3 separate regions of the Mus musculus genome follow, and regions 1 and 3 are each linked to region 2. The links are chromatin contacts, called in public promoter capture Hi-C maps. All regions are on one chromosome and are shown on one strand. The core of a region is the stretch at or near the end of the contact, and the rest is flanking DNA. Distances in the headings are between cores, read along the strand shown. Region 1 holds the start of Wdr45b (WD repeat domain 45B). Region 2 holds the start of Cant1 (calcium activated nucleotidase 1). Region 3 holds the start of Atp5h (ATP synthase, H+ transporting, mitochondrial F0 complex, subunit D).

Region 1 (4,347 bases), core at 1,738-4,237, 2.9 Mb before region 2:
ATAGCCATCCCATTTGAGATTCCTAGTTCCTGGAGGGAGCAATCAGATGTGGGGCTTCTTCCTCCTTGTAGCCATCCCTAATCATAGAACACATAAGATAAGCAGTTCTCTTTTCTTTTCCCAAGTACTGAGTTTGCAAGAGCTCTGCTGCCGTGCTGTGGTGTCCTGCACGCCTGGGCACCTGGTAGACAAGCTCCCCCTCCCTGTCGCCTTAAGAAGCCACCTTAAGTCTTTCTCGATGGCCAGTGGCCTGAACACCAGGATGATGCATGGCCGCTCCTACTCCCTCACTGCCAACTCCAGCCACAAGAGGAACAGCTTCCGGAAAGTCAGGACCATCCGCCCACCCCAGAGCCCGCCCAGGAACTGTGCCAGGAACAGCTGCAAAATTTCTTAGAGGCTGGAATTGGTGGCAGTGGCCTGTAATCTCAGCTACTCAAGAGGCTGAGGCAGGAGGATCACAAGCTCAAGGCCCATCTAAGCTACAGAGTGAGTTCAAGGCCAGCGTGGGCAATTTTGAGACTCCACCTCAAAATTAAAAAGTGAGCTGGCTCTCTGGGAGAGTCTGAAGACAGAGACCTTTCCAGACTCGAGGAACATGTTCTGCATTTATTAACGGTAACGATGCTGCTTCCTTTGGAATGCCACTGCCGTGGTAGGAATGCCCAGTGCGCTGTGACTGACACTTTTGTGTGGATGTGCATGAAGCTCTTGTTCTAGACTTGTGTGTGCAAAGGGAAAAAAATTAGTATTCTTCTCTACTCTTGATAATATGAAATTATGGATGTGACTTTTTATCATGATTGTTGTGCAACTTTTTCTGTAACTGCTTTTATATGGCTGATAAAATGTGTGTAGTGAATACATGTTCAAGGAAATTTCAGAAGCAATGATAATCAGATAATCTAGCATTACTGATACTACAAGAGGGGCCTTTTGTAAACATTTTAATGTCAAAGCCCCAACTTATAAAAAATGCTGCAGTTTCACAGGTTGTGTACAACAGGTCTGTCCCATTTGGGTAGGACATGGATTTGATAAAGTTTTTGCTATGTTGTTTACTACATTTTGAGATTAATAAGTAATCTATATTCATATTTTTCTGTAAACCTACATATTTTGTACAAAGTATCCTACAAGTTCTGAAACTATGGGAAGAAAATGCCAAAGATATCTCCAATTATGTTGAACAAAGCCAGCATTGTTTCAACAGATTAGCAAGGAGAGAGGTATTTCAGTAAAGGAGAAGTAAAAACAGTTATTTAAGGACTATGTTTCTCAATAAAGTGGATACTTGCTCCTCTCTTGACAGAGTCGTGGTATCTCTTTCTAGATCCAGGTACAGCACAGCTCTCTTCTGCACTTGTCTCCTTGCCTGTTTCATGATGTTTACCCCAAAGCTTAGTTTTGTCCTATGTCATCTTTGGAAAGGATTTCTTCCCAGAGAAGAAATGCAGAGAAAACACGTAGTGCTGTATGTCATGACGAATGCCTAGTATCCCGGTTCTTGGGAGCTTGAAGCAATATTACTGTGATACTTTGACCAACTTGGAGCTACATCGTGAGTTCCAGGGTTAGAGAATGAGACCTTGTCTCAACAAGATAAAGTGGAAGTACTGAAAGAAACACGCTCTCATGTGGCTCCTGGTAAGTGTCAGAGGTTTGTTAGAGCTGTGGCCAGACATTTCCCTAGAGATGAAGCCCTTGTCACTCCTTGCCAACAAAAAAACAAAAACCAAAAACCAAAACAAAGCCACCACAACATTCTGGCGTTATAAAGGCTCAAGTATAGGTCTCTCTTCTGGTCCTGCTGCTTAGGAAGCTAGACCCTATGAGAGATTAAACAACAGGAAAACTGAAATAAGATAAAGCTTGGATACCCTAAGTTTTTATTAGTGATTTACAATGTCTTAACATTTTTTGAGTCTCCAGATACATAATAACAATGTCCTTAGAGAAGCAGGAGTGTAGCCATCTGAGCCACTGAAGGCCTGAAGCTGGGGTCATCCAGCCCTGTGGAGATGAGGTGAATAGATATCCAGAGAGGCAGGTGAGTGTGTAAGCCAGTGAAACCCGAAGGAACAAGGCCTCCTTGACAGTGGCCAACTATCAAGACATCCTGCCAGGACCTTCACAGCCACCTTATTGTTGTGCAAATGTTCTCACAGATGGTGAGACCGTTTAGGGCTTGAACATTCATGCCTCAGCTGCCCTTTCTTAGGTTCATAACTAGAGAGATGAAAGGACAGTCCCTGAAGTGGTTTCCCCTCCCCTCTTCAGTGCTGATGGGATGAATGGTGGGCTGTGTGGGACTAGGGTCCTTCTGCTTAAGCTTCTTGAATCCTAAGACGCTACAAGTCTTCATTTGGGGGAAAGGATGGTAAACAGGTAAGGGGAGAAGCCAGTGAGGAGAGAGGGAACCAGAGAATGAATTGTAGTAGAGAGGAGAAAGCACCAGCTTCCAGAGCCATCCCAGACCCCTGTAAACAGAGCACCCCAAACAACAGTCGCGAGGTCTGGGGATCTTTTCTGTGAGGTTATGTCCTATTATGTCTCTTTGGAAATTTGTGTCTGTGAGAGGACGTGTCAGATGGTTGGGAAAGCTCGGGAAGAAATAGGGGATAGTCTGTCTGTGTTTGTCTCTCGGGGAAAATGCAGGTACCATTACACGAAGGCTGCTTCTGGTCGAACACGATGTGTATCGTGGGAACGCGGTGAGGGTTTCAGGAGACTGTGTTGTGGGCAGGAGCGTTGGCGCAGTCTCTTCTCTGCCCTGTCCTTGGTCCCATCAGTCCTGCCCTGCTTGTGTGAGTGCGGGGCACCCAGCTCTCTCCGCAGCTTCCCCTCGGCTGCGTCCTGCCCCGCCCCTTATGGACGCGCCCGGCGAGCCCTCGCCACCTACTTCCCGCCACCTACTTCCCTGCAGTGGACGCGTCTGTCCCTCGGCGCTTGCTGGTTGCGCGCACGCGCGCCCACAGATCCGCGCGCACTGATGACGCAGCACTGACGACACACGCACGACGCAAGTCCCCAGGACCCTGGCTTCCGGCCGCGGCGGCCCTAGCGCCGCGCGACCGGAGAGATCGCCTGGTTGCGAGCGGTATGCGGTGCTGAGGAGCCACAGTCCCTACGACGGCGCCATGAACCTCCTGCCGTGTAACCCTCACGGCAACGGGCTGCTGTACGCCGGCTTCAACCAGGACCACGGTGAGACCCCGGGCCCAGCTCCGTGGTAACACCCCAGCCCTTCCGGGAGACCCCGACCCAACGCTACCGCGACCGCAGGGCCCCGGAGCTGTCGCGAGCGTCCCCCGGACCCTAACCGGAGACTCGGTCGCGCCCTGAGAGCTCAGACTCTGGCGGCTCTTTCAGGAAATCTCCGAACCGCTCTGTAGGGAGGACCCCCCCCCCCCGCGGTCCTTTCCAGCCCGGGCACCCATAGCGGGGAGAAACACCCACCCCACCCCACCCCTCCGCGCGCTGCCGCCGCCCGGGTCGGCGGGCAGTGCCACTTTTTTACCGGGTACCTAAGAACCCGCAGGCTTACTGCTGGGCGTCAGGGTCTCCAGCGCTTACGTTGCCAGCGGGTGGCGTAGCGGGACCTGCCCGTCGCGGGGCGGCAGTTTGTCGTGGTTCTTGCGGCTGGCACCTTCGTGGAGTGTAGGTTCTTCGCCTTGATGTCTTAGCTGTACGCCTCTCCCTCCCCTCTGGTATTTTCTTCTGTTCTGTAGGATGAAAGGACTTACATGATTTGCGTTCCCGTGACTGCCTCTTGCCTCTTGAGTTTGGGGTCTTGGAGAAGGTATTCTTGCTTCCAAGATAATGGGCGGGAACCCCTCTTAGTGGGGATTATATCCCCGAGACGCTTTTTCTGCGTAACCCTCACTGTCCTGGAACTCACTCTGTTGACCCTGTCTCTGCCTCCCGGGGTGCTGAGATTAAAGGAGTGTGCCACTATGTCAGCTAACTTCCCTTTTCTAAATCTCCTCAAGGGAAAAGGGTAAAGGCTGATACTCTGGGCTTCTAAGAGTTATAACATCTTAGCTTTCCGTATGTAAAATTTCGAGGTGCTGTAGCAAATGTATGACTTACTGTCTTGGAAAGTGAACTTAACTTGATTTTTGTTATTGTTGGGACTGGATCTTGCTCTCCTGTTCAAGCTTATCTTAAGCTGTGCTCCAGGAATCTTCCCTTCACAGTCCCTGGAGCAAGTGGGATTGCATGCTCACTCTATTGCCCCTGGCTAAGAAGATGAGTTTTTTTGATTTTTATGTTTATTTTTATTTTTGAGACAATTGGCACTGTGTATCTCTGGCTGTCCTGGAACTCCCTAAACCTCCTTAAAAA
Region 2 (4,582 bases), core at 1,541-4,040:
TGATATCCCACATGAACTTCAAGCCAGAAGGAGTCTTGTTCCCCACCTGGCCAATGTTGCTGCAAAGGGCCAAGGAGACACCAAGCAAACATTCCTGCCAGTTCCTCCCACTAGATCCTCTCACCAGCCCCCTACCCCCCCCCCGCCACTAAGTCCTCCCAGTGGGTCCTCCCATCAGATCCTCCCATTAGGTCCTCCCACTAGGTCCCCCACTAAATCCTCCCACTAGGTCCCCCACTAAATCCTCCCACTAGATCCTCCCACTAGGTCCTCCCACTAGATCCTCCCACTCATCCTAATCCCATTAGGTCACATTCCTTTTGTCCAATCATGTTTATATATGCAGTTCCTTCTTCATCAAATCCAAGCATTAAAATAATGTTCCCAGGCTAGAGCTGGAGTTCAACTGGTAGAATGTGTGCTGAGCATGCCAAAGCCCTGGGCGCCATCCTCCAGCCATTCACCACACAGACCAGGTGTGATGGTGCACACCTGTAATCCCAGACACTCGGAAGGTTGGAGTATCAGTTCTGGGGTCATCCTCAGATGTATAGCTAGTTTGAAGACAGCTTGAGCCACGTGTTTCCCGGGATTCTCTGGATTTTGAAGGTTCTCATTTCTTAAACAGAGATTTTGTGAATATGATGTGCTATTCTCTCGCTGCCTGCATTTTGTTACTAGAGTGTAGGCTACTCCATGGAGGGTGAGGAAGTTCAGGTACTTTTCCGATCCTGTGGCAGCTATGACAGCGTCTCCCATAATGCAAAGAAGAATGCAGATCTTCTGGCTTTTCTTAGCCATGGAGCCACTGCAGACTGCTGCTCTGGAGGACATGTACTCACTCCTGCATGAACACGTACTTTGGGCCAGTAGGTTTTCTTCTAGGAATTTATCCTAGGTACATTTTATAGTTGTGCTTTAATAACACAAGGATATTCCCTGAAGTATTGTTGAAATGTGAGATTTTAGGTATTCCAAAAGAATGTTTTAGGGTGGAATTAAATAGCTTCCCTATGGTCTTGGGTAGAAGACTGTATATGGTAAAAAACCTCATTGGTCTCCTGACTCTACAGGAGTAATTCTATTCAAGGTCCCTAAAGGTCAGTTGCTGGGTAGTTGCAGGACTGTGTCATTCAACTTCTGAAGCTTGCAACGAGATGATGAGAAAGAAGTGTTGAAGCTGGTAACAAAAGTATCAATGCAACCCAACATCTCCTAAACAGACCTGTGTGCCTATGGAAACATCATTCGGATAAGGTTAGTATTGCACAATAGCAATACGGAAGGGATGGATTTCTTCTTAAAGAGATATTACCATAGCTACAAAAGAATTGCACACCGTCTAAAAGATATGACAGGGCTGAGAAGAAAACTCAGCTGGCAAAGTGATAGACTTGCAAGCACAGAGGTGAATCCACTGCCCAGAAATCATGTTACGAAAATGATGGGTGTGGTGTTGCAATCCTGGTGCAAGGGGTACTAGAGCTTCCTGGGACTCACTGGGGCTCAGTGGCCAGCCAGGCTAGCCTACTCAGCCAGTTCCAGGCCATCCAGAAACCGAGGTTGTCCTCTGGCCTCTAGGGGAACGCAAGTGCACCTGTGAATATATAAACCCACACAGATGCGTGTTCTCTCTCTCTCTCTCTCTCTCTCTCTCTCTCTCTCTCTCTCTCTCTCTCTCTGTGTGTGTGTGTATGTGTGTGTGTGTGTGTGCGCGCGCGCGCGCGCGCGCCCCTGGAACACCGACTCTGCCATCTCTCATAAAGGTTAAGCTGGGCAGAACTGAGCAATGTATTATTTAGAGTTGCACAGCTATGTGTTGTCTGCAAAGGAAGGCTTGAGAAAGATGAGCACAGTATTCGGGACCATGCCTCCCGTTGCAGGTGTAAGGAGAGGAGCTGGGAATTGGAAGGAATACCTAGAGTGCTTTAAAAATCCTACGAGCAATCTGCTATTCCGAGTGGAGAAGCTGTAACAAATAGAAGGTGGCTGATTGGGACTTGGTTTGGTCTGACACGAACATCAGAGAATTCAAGAAAGATGGCCTGCCAACCCAAGCACAGAAGAGGGAACCCAGCACATTTCTATTTTTCACATGTAATTTAGTATATATTCTAACGTTAGTTAGTGTATGTCCCAGAGGACAAAAAGGGGTGGAAGAAAGGGTTGTTTTTCACCGTGTTGGGTTACATATTTTGAATTCGTCCCAACTGTGCATCGGTTACTTCCCAGAAGGCTTTTGGGAGACTCAGGGATGAGGCTGAAGTCAGGAGGCAGGGCTGACTCTCTCCATGGTTGATGAGGGCCTCTTAAAGTCCTTACATGCCACCACTGTCTAGGACTGAGCCGGTATCACACAGCACAGAGCTCAGGGCAAGGCAGGCTGGGAAAAGATGAACCGGGGTCCTCCGTTTGTAAGGGCTATTGACTACAGTCGGCGGCGGGAACACACCACCATCCTCTGGTCCTGCTGTGGAATCTGGTCAGCATTGGCTATGACCAGCTGGAACTGCTCAGAAGAGGGTCTGAGGACTAGGGCGGCAGAGAGGAGTCCTAACTTCTAAACTTCCTGAGACGAAGGTCGGGGGGACCAGGCAAAGAACCCTGAAGCTTAACTGGGGAACGACAGACAACTCCTTTGCTGGATTTCCGCGCCTCAATTACAAGCTCAAGCGAAAAACTACGATTCCCAGCAGCCCGGCGCTCAGTGCGCAGGCGCAGAGCAGAGACTGGGTGGGCGAGTAGAGGAAGACACATAGAGCAAAGGCTGCCGGGAAGACGTGGCTGTAGGCAACCGAGAGTGCGGCGCAGGAAGACACTTAGAGCAGAGGCTGCCGGGAGCGCGCGGCCAGAGTGAGGCGCAGGCGCAGAACAGAGACTGCCGGGAGCGCGCGGCGGGGCGGAAGTGGCCGCCTGCCCTGTCCGGCCCTACGCAGGTAGGCGGCAGCCCGCAGGCTCCGGAGCCAGGCCCTCAGTGGGTGAGTGACGGTGCGCCCGCGGCCGGGTGCCCTCCCTCGCTGTGTTCTGGGGCCTGTTGCCACCCGCATCCGTCCGGCCCGGCCCCAGGCACCTCAAACTCCCCCCCGCAGCTAGGCTGTGACGGGTGCCGGACAGACAGACGTCTTTCCCCCTCTGGCTTGTGTGGGAGACCTCCCCTTTCTGATGAGGGTGCCGTGCTGAAGTAGTGCGAAACTTCTTCCTCTTCTGACTAGCATGCTTCAAATGCCCCTAGCGACAGTACCTTCCCTCCCTCCCTGCCTGGCCTGGGCACGGGCTCTCCAGTTTGGCACTTGATCACCTCTCTAACAGACCCACCTACGCACCCCATCCTCACCTGTAACCGCCCACTTCCTTGCTCCTGTCCTGGCTCTTCTTGCTGTCATCTAAGATTGGACCTTCCCCCTAGGCAGCATAGTGCACTATCCTTTTTTACTACCCGACTACCGACACCCCCTGCTTCTTCTGCACACCCCCTAGTCCCTTTCTGCACATACAACCCTAATCTCGGCTAGACTCTCCCAGCCTCGAAGTCGGGCATCACCTGGTCCATCCTTACAGAGCTTCCTGCCCCTAGCACCTGTGACATTCATACGCCTCCAGTAAACCCAAGCACCTTTCTGCAGTCACTCGGGAGTGCCTCAGTAACCAGCTTCATTTCCCAGTTCCATCTCAGGTCTATATACTGGACAAAGCTTAGACCTGGGAACCTGGTCTCACGGTGTCAGTGGGGCCTGACTGACTAGATCTTACAAGCTCCCAAGACTGTCCTGCATGTACTGCAGACCCTGCCTTGGGAACTCCTTCTCCCTGCCCCTCTGGGGCTTGTCTGAGGACCATCCTTCTGGACTGGGCTACAGGCCCTCCTTTGAGCTGCTCCCTAGACCTCGGCCTAGCAGTCTTGCTGGAACCCGTGAGCACAGCCTACTTCCTTCTGGATAAGACAAGGGATCTCTGTCACATAGAGCCCAGAGCGTCTTTGCTTGGCTAGAGACAGAATTCTGTGTGCTTTCTTGCTTTCTTTGTTCCATTTGACCTGTTATAAAAAAGTAAATGCTTCTTGCAACTGAATGGACCATGTACTGTGACCATATTGTCCCTCAGTCCCCTTTACCACGTAATATGCACCAGTGTGTCCAGGAATGCATGACATCCTCTGCCTGCTGAGCAGCGGGGACAGGAGGAGAGGTCTAGAGAGTGGAAGAGGCAGGTGTCCCGTTGCCACCCACCTGACTGTGGCATGTGTGCCCATGAAGCTCCCACAGATACGTGCGACCCTGTCACCTGAGCCTTGGAACATCCTTCGCAGTGTGGCTGTCTTCGCCGTGGCCATACAGGTAGGTGTTCCAGTGCGTGTTAGTATCTGTCCTTTGAGGACAGTGGATGGCAGTCCACACTCCTTCCCCTCTCTGTCAAGAGGCATGAAAATACCTATTAGAAGCCAGTGAGTGTTGAGAATTTCTGGAAAGCTTGTCTTAAATGCCAACACTGAAGGAATTAAAACCTTGTATACTGACTTTAAAGACTTTATATTGGCTTTTCTTTTCATCAACACAAGACAGATTGTCTAGGAAAAATTAATAAT
Region 3 (4,425 bases), core at 247-2,746, 3.0 Mb after region 2:
TGTGTTGGCCATAAGGAAGATTTAGGGTATATAAAAATAATTCCCTATAAACAGGAGTTCTGGAATCTCTTAAGGTTCCCATCAATTTGGTATCAGAGAACAGATGAAACTGATTAAGGGTTTATGCAAGTCTACTAACCATGGGAGTGCTTTATGGTATGGATGCGTTTGAGAGTCAAAGGTCAACCTGCAAAAGTTACAGTTCAAACTGGAAATGAATGACGTCTTGCCACTGCTCAACCCTGTGTTTGACGCTACACATTCTCTGGGTCCTAACCTATCAGCCCATCTTTCCAAGGAGTGCATTTACTTTCAAAAATGTACCGAAACGGTGACTGTTACGGCACAAAAGGTCTGGGACCAGGATTTTATCACCACCACAGGATGTATCACAAGCACTTCCTGCAGCCTTCAGTAGTGGACGCTATCATTAAACCCCGAGTTTAATACCACTTTACACAGGGATGGAACAGGACCTGAGTCCTCCGAAAGTGACCAAGATGTGGTCATTCACCCTGACCCAGTTCTGAATGCATTTGGCACCAGCAGCAGGGGGCCGCCCGGGAGCCAAAGAAAAACTCATGCAGATCTGAGAAGGGGTGGTCCCCAGGAGGGGCAGGGAATGTGACAGGAGCACGAAGGGGGCTCCCGTGGGTGCAGGTAGACAACTCCACGCAGGAGCAGCTGAGAAAAGAGCGGGGTGCGAAGGGAAACCGGAGTGTGCCTGAAGATGGGGCAGAACTGGGACGGGAGATCATTCTGAGGTGGCCAGTGCTAACTCGGGGGGAAGAGAGTGGACTCAAGTCCGGGTTTGCAGGACCCGCTGGAGGGAAACGCGTCCCAGAGATCGGAGCACCAGCCTGGAATGGGTCCCAACACCCGGGGGCGCGCCCGAGGGCGGGGCGCACCTTGTCGGAGTCCAGCTCCGGGTCCTCCTGGCAGCACAGGCGGCAGAGGAAGGACTTGGGCTCCCGGCCTAGGGTCTGTCTGGTGGTCACGAAGTAGGTACCGCCCACGTTGAGCCGGACCCAGCGGGCGGCCCCGCCGCCTCCCGTCCGCTCCGGAGGTCCGGGCCCGGGCTCCAGCGGCTGCGCGGCGGCGGCGGGCTGGCGGCCGTGTCCGCGGGGTGTCGGGCCCGCAGGGCGAGGGCTGGGGGGTCCGCGGCCCGAGCCGCCGCCGTCGCCCATCGCACTGCTGCCACCCCCTCCCAGCCCCGCCACTGCCGGGTCCAGCTGCAGCTCCGCCATCTTGGGCCGCCGCTGCCCGCGCGCCGCCGGGCCGGCCGACTCCTCGGCGGGGAGAGCCGGGCCGGCCCATCGGCGGGCGTGGGGCAGGGGGAAAAGGGACCCCGACGGCGCAGGCGCCGCGCCCGCCTTCCAGGACGGGACTCCATGCTCATTGGCTGAAGTGTGACATGAGACCCGCCTATTGCTCGTTCGGATTGGCCAAGGAGAGAACTTCCGGCAACTCTCTTCCGTTCCTTGCTTGCTGGAGAGAGAGCACTCCGCCGGGGGTCGGTGAAGGTGAGTGGGGTCTGAGGTGTTGGGTCGAATCTCCACGGACTCTTTTGTATTGTATTCCAGACCTCGCTTCCACACTTGTTCCAGCTCCACGGAGGACATCGGGCCTTCGAGCTGCCCCGCTAGCAGAGCGCCCGAGGTCACTGCTTTGCCCTGCTCGCTTTCCCGCGGGGCGAGCCTGGGGCCTGGCAGTGACTTAGCCAATCACCGTGAATTTAGATGTTGCCACAGACTTTTGTCTCACACTGTGTGGCGATCTCAGGAGTGGAGTTTAGGGGTCGGGAAAGCATCACAGAGTTAGGGTGGTAACTTTCAGAGAGGACAAGACACCTAGCAGACTTCAACTCTACGTCCTTCCCTTCGAATGGAGGATTCCTATTCCTCATGAGGTTTACCGATTGATCTAATTAACTATTGGTCATTCTCTATGCTTATGACCTGTGTATGAGAGCAGGCTGGCCAATTTGTCTGAGAAACAACCAGCGCTAGAGATGAATCAGATAACAAAAAGTCTGTAACTCCTGCTTTCTCCAGTGCACTTCGTTCTCTGGCATCCTTAGTTCACTTGACAACTGTCTTAGTCTCTGTCTCTGTCTCTTAGAGACGTAAGCTGTACTGAGGAAGGAAGGAAGGAAGGAAGGAAGGAAGGAAGGAAGGAAGGAAGGAGAGAGACCGGCATTTGACAACTTTGATCGATAGGAAGGTATCCCCCACTCAGAGCTTGTGTAGATGGTTTCCACTTTTCGGTTGGCTCTCTTCATAGTTATTTTCTGTATCTCGTCTTGTTTTGGTCTCAAGACCGCTTCAGTCACTTTCTTTTCACAGTATCATTTGTGTAAAAATGCCTCTGAAAGTGCACAGTATGTGTGCTGTGGACAGGATGACCTGGGCAGGACAGTTCGAGTGAATGGCCGGGGTTGTGGTGGAGAGTCAGTGGCCAAAACACAGTAGCTTAGTTAGCCTTTGGGCAGCTTATGACTTCCTTTAGAAGTGTCTGCAAAGAATAGAAATGAGTTGGGATAGAGGAAGGGCAGCCTGGTAGGAGAGAACATGTTTATATTCTGGGTTGTAGAGCTTTATTTTGATGTATTGAGACAAGCTCCCACATCTCTCATGTGACCTTGAACTTTGATTCTCTGCCTCTACCTCAGTGTTTCTGGTGCTGGAGAGGGAACCCAGGACTCTGTCCATGCCAGGCAAGCATTCTAGCAACTAGCTACATCCCTAGCCCTCTTTCCTGGTTTAAATCCGAATTCTTTCATCTGTTGCATATATATACCCATCAAATGCTTGAGCTGATCCGTCTCTTAACGACTTGTATTTCTCTGGAATGGTCTCCTTCAGGGGTTCTCTCCAAAGGCGCTGTTTTGTTTTCTAGTATCCCAAGATGGCTGGGCGTAAACTTGCTCTAAAAACCATTGATTGGGTATCTTTTGTGGAGGTCATGCCCCAAAACCAGAAGGCAATTGGAAATGCCCTGAAGTCCTGGAATGAGACCTTCCACGCCAGGTCAGTATGCTGTAAGAGGGAGCCCCCATCCTTGATGCTGAACCTGGAAGCAATGTTTTGACATTTATCACATCCACTTAGTATTTAGTAAGTATATGAGTTCGAATCTGCTGCTGTGTGTGCCATATCAAAAGGAAAACTTGTGGGGTTGGCTCTCTGCCTTCAACTATGTGATGAGTCTTGGGTATTGAATACAGGTCCTCAGGTTTAGCAACAAGCCCCTTTACCCACTTAGCCATCTTGCCAGCCCTAGCTAGGCATTTCTAATAGTTCGACAAGAGGAAAGAAACAATGTGTTCTGCAAATGAAAGCATTTTTGTGGTGGCCCTTCAGATAAAAGTGTGCTTGACACTCCAGTGTGTCAGGGATAGGAGGTTGCTGTGTAACTAGTGTCTTTTGCTCATTCCAGTCCGGGAATAACAATGCTGACTTCCTTTTCCATACGAGTAGGTTGGCTAGTCTGTCTGAGAAACCACCTGCGATTGACTGGGCTTACTACAGGGCCAATGTGGCCAAGCCTGGCTTGGTGGATGATTTTGAAAAGAAGGTGAGTCTTCAGATAATTAAGTAAAGGTCTATCTTGCAAGGGGCTGGCAGGTGGGGGGAGTGGGTTTGGCCAAAGGCCCTGGGGTGGATTTTGTGAGCACCTGTAGAGAATCAGGGTTCAGTCACTTGGCAGTACAGGTAGCCTTGCTCCCAGGAGCTGAAGGACTTGGAGGGCCTTTAGTCTCTTGCCTGCCTCCTCCTTGTAAACTAACAGTTCCTCCCCCCGACCCCCTTCTCCAACCTCTTCTCTTAAAAACATGAGTTTCCTGTCTCTGGGTGTTTTTCCTGCGTATATTCCAGAGGAAGCTTGGTGGTACCAGATGCTCCAGAGTTAGAGTCACAGGCTGTTGTGAGATGCCATGTGGGTGCTGGGAATTGAACCTAGGTCCTCTGGAAGAGCAGCCAGTGCACAAAACTGCTGAGCCGTCTCTCCAGCCCCATCAGTGACCTGTGTTCTTTTGGTACCTGCACATTAAGTACAATAATATAATGTCTCTGGATCCAGAGTTCATTTGCTTATTATTTGAAGATGCTTCTAGAAGACCTGCACTGTGTGGCTTAGCATACAGTGCCAGGGCTGTAATACTAAATACCTCATTTGCAAATATGATTCCCACCAGTCAGCCCTCAAGGGTTCTGTGTGAAAAAGAATGTCTTAGACTGTAAGATGCTGAGTGGCTGTTATCAGGTGTGGGAGCCCTTTTGAGATGGGGAGGCAAAGTGATCCTTGCTATGAGAAGGAAACGTGGGCGGGTCCTGTGTGATTAGTGATGGGCGGAGGGGGCCTTCCGAGTCTCCCCACCACACACAGAGATCGTAGGAAGTGAGAGTGTCCCATGTAGCCTCTAAG

The links. Promoter capture Hi-C pulls out the DNA fragments that hold promoters and counts their contacts.
Region 1: a promoter capture Hi-C map of pre-B cells shows a contact between it and region 2, with 3 times the contacts expected there. The contact joins the promoter of Wdr45b here to the promoter of Cant1 in region 2. A contact is called at or near these places in 3 of 39 promoter capture datasets (the C10 cell line, neutrophils and pre-B cells).
Region 3: a contact with region 2 is called in a promoter capture Hi-C map of liver, with 4 times the contacts expected there. The contact joins the promoter of Atp5h here to the promoter of Cant1 in region 2. A contact is called at or near these places in 2 of 39 promoter capture datasets (liver and pre-B cells).

Annotation. Positions count from the first base shown.
Region 1 is chr11:121,353,087-121,357,433 of GRCm38.p6, reverse strand. Wdr45b (WD repeat domain 45B) reads left to right here and starts at 2,987. Exons shown (of 10, transcript NM_025793.3): 1 at 2,987-3,207. The coding sequence starts at 3,141. Rab40b (Rab40B, member RAS oncogene family) reads left to right here. Exons shown (of 6, transcript NM_139147.3): 6 at 126-1,313. The coding sequence ends at 397.
Region 2 is chr11:118,417,326-118,421,907 of GRCm38.p6, reverse strand. It overlaps Cant1 (calcium activated nucleotidase 1), which reads left to right and starts at 2,790. Exons shown (of 5, transcript NM_001025617.2): 1 at 2,790-2,978; 2 at 4,254-4,334.
Region 3 is chr11:115,416,990-115,421,414 of GRCm38.p6, reverse strand. Atp5h (ATP synthase, H+ transporting, mitochondrial F0 complex, subunit D) reads left to right here and starts at 1,496. Exons shown (of 6, transcript NM_027862.1): 1 at 1,496-1,523; 2 at 2,899-3,029; 3 at 3,480-3,576. The coding sequence starts at 2,908. Kctd2 (potassium channel tetramerisation domain containing 2) reads right to left here and starts at 1,289. Exons shown (of 6, transcript NM_183285.3): 1 at 909-1,289. The coding sequence starts at 1,247.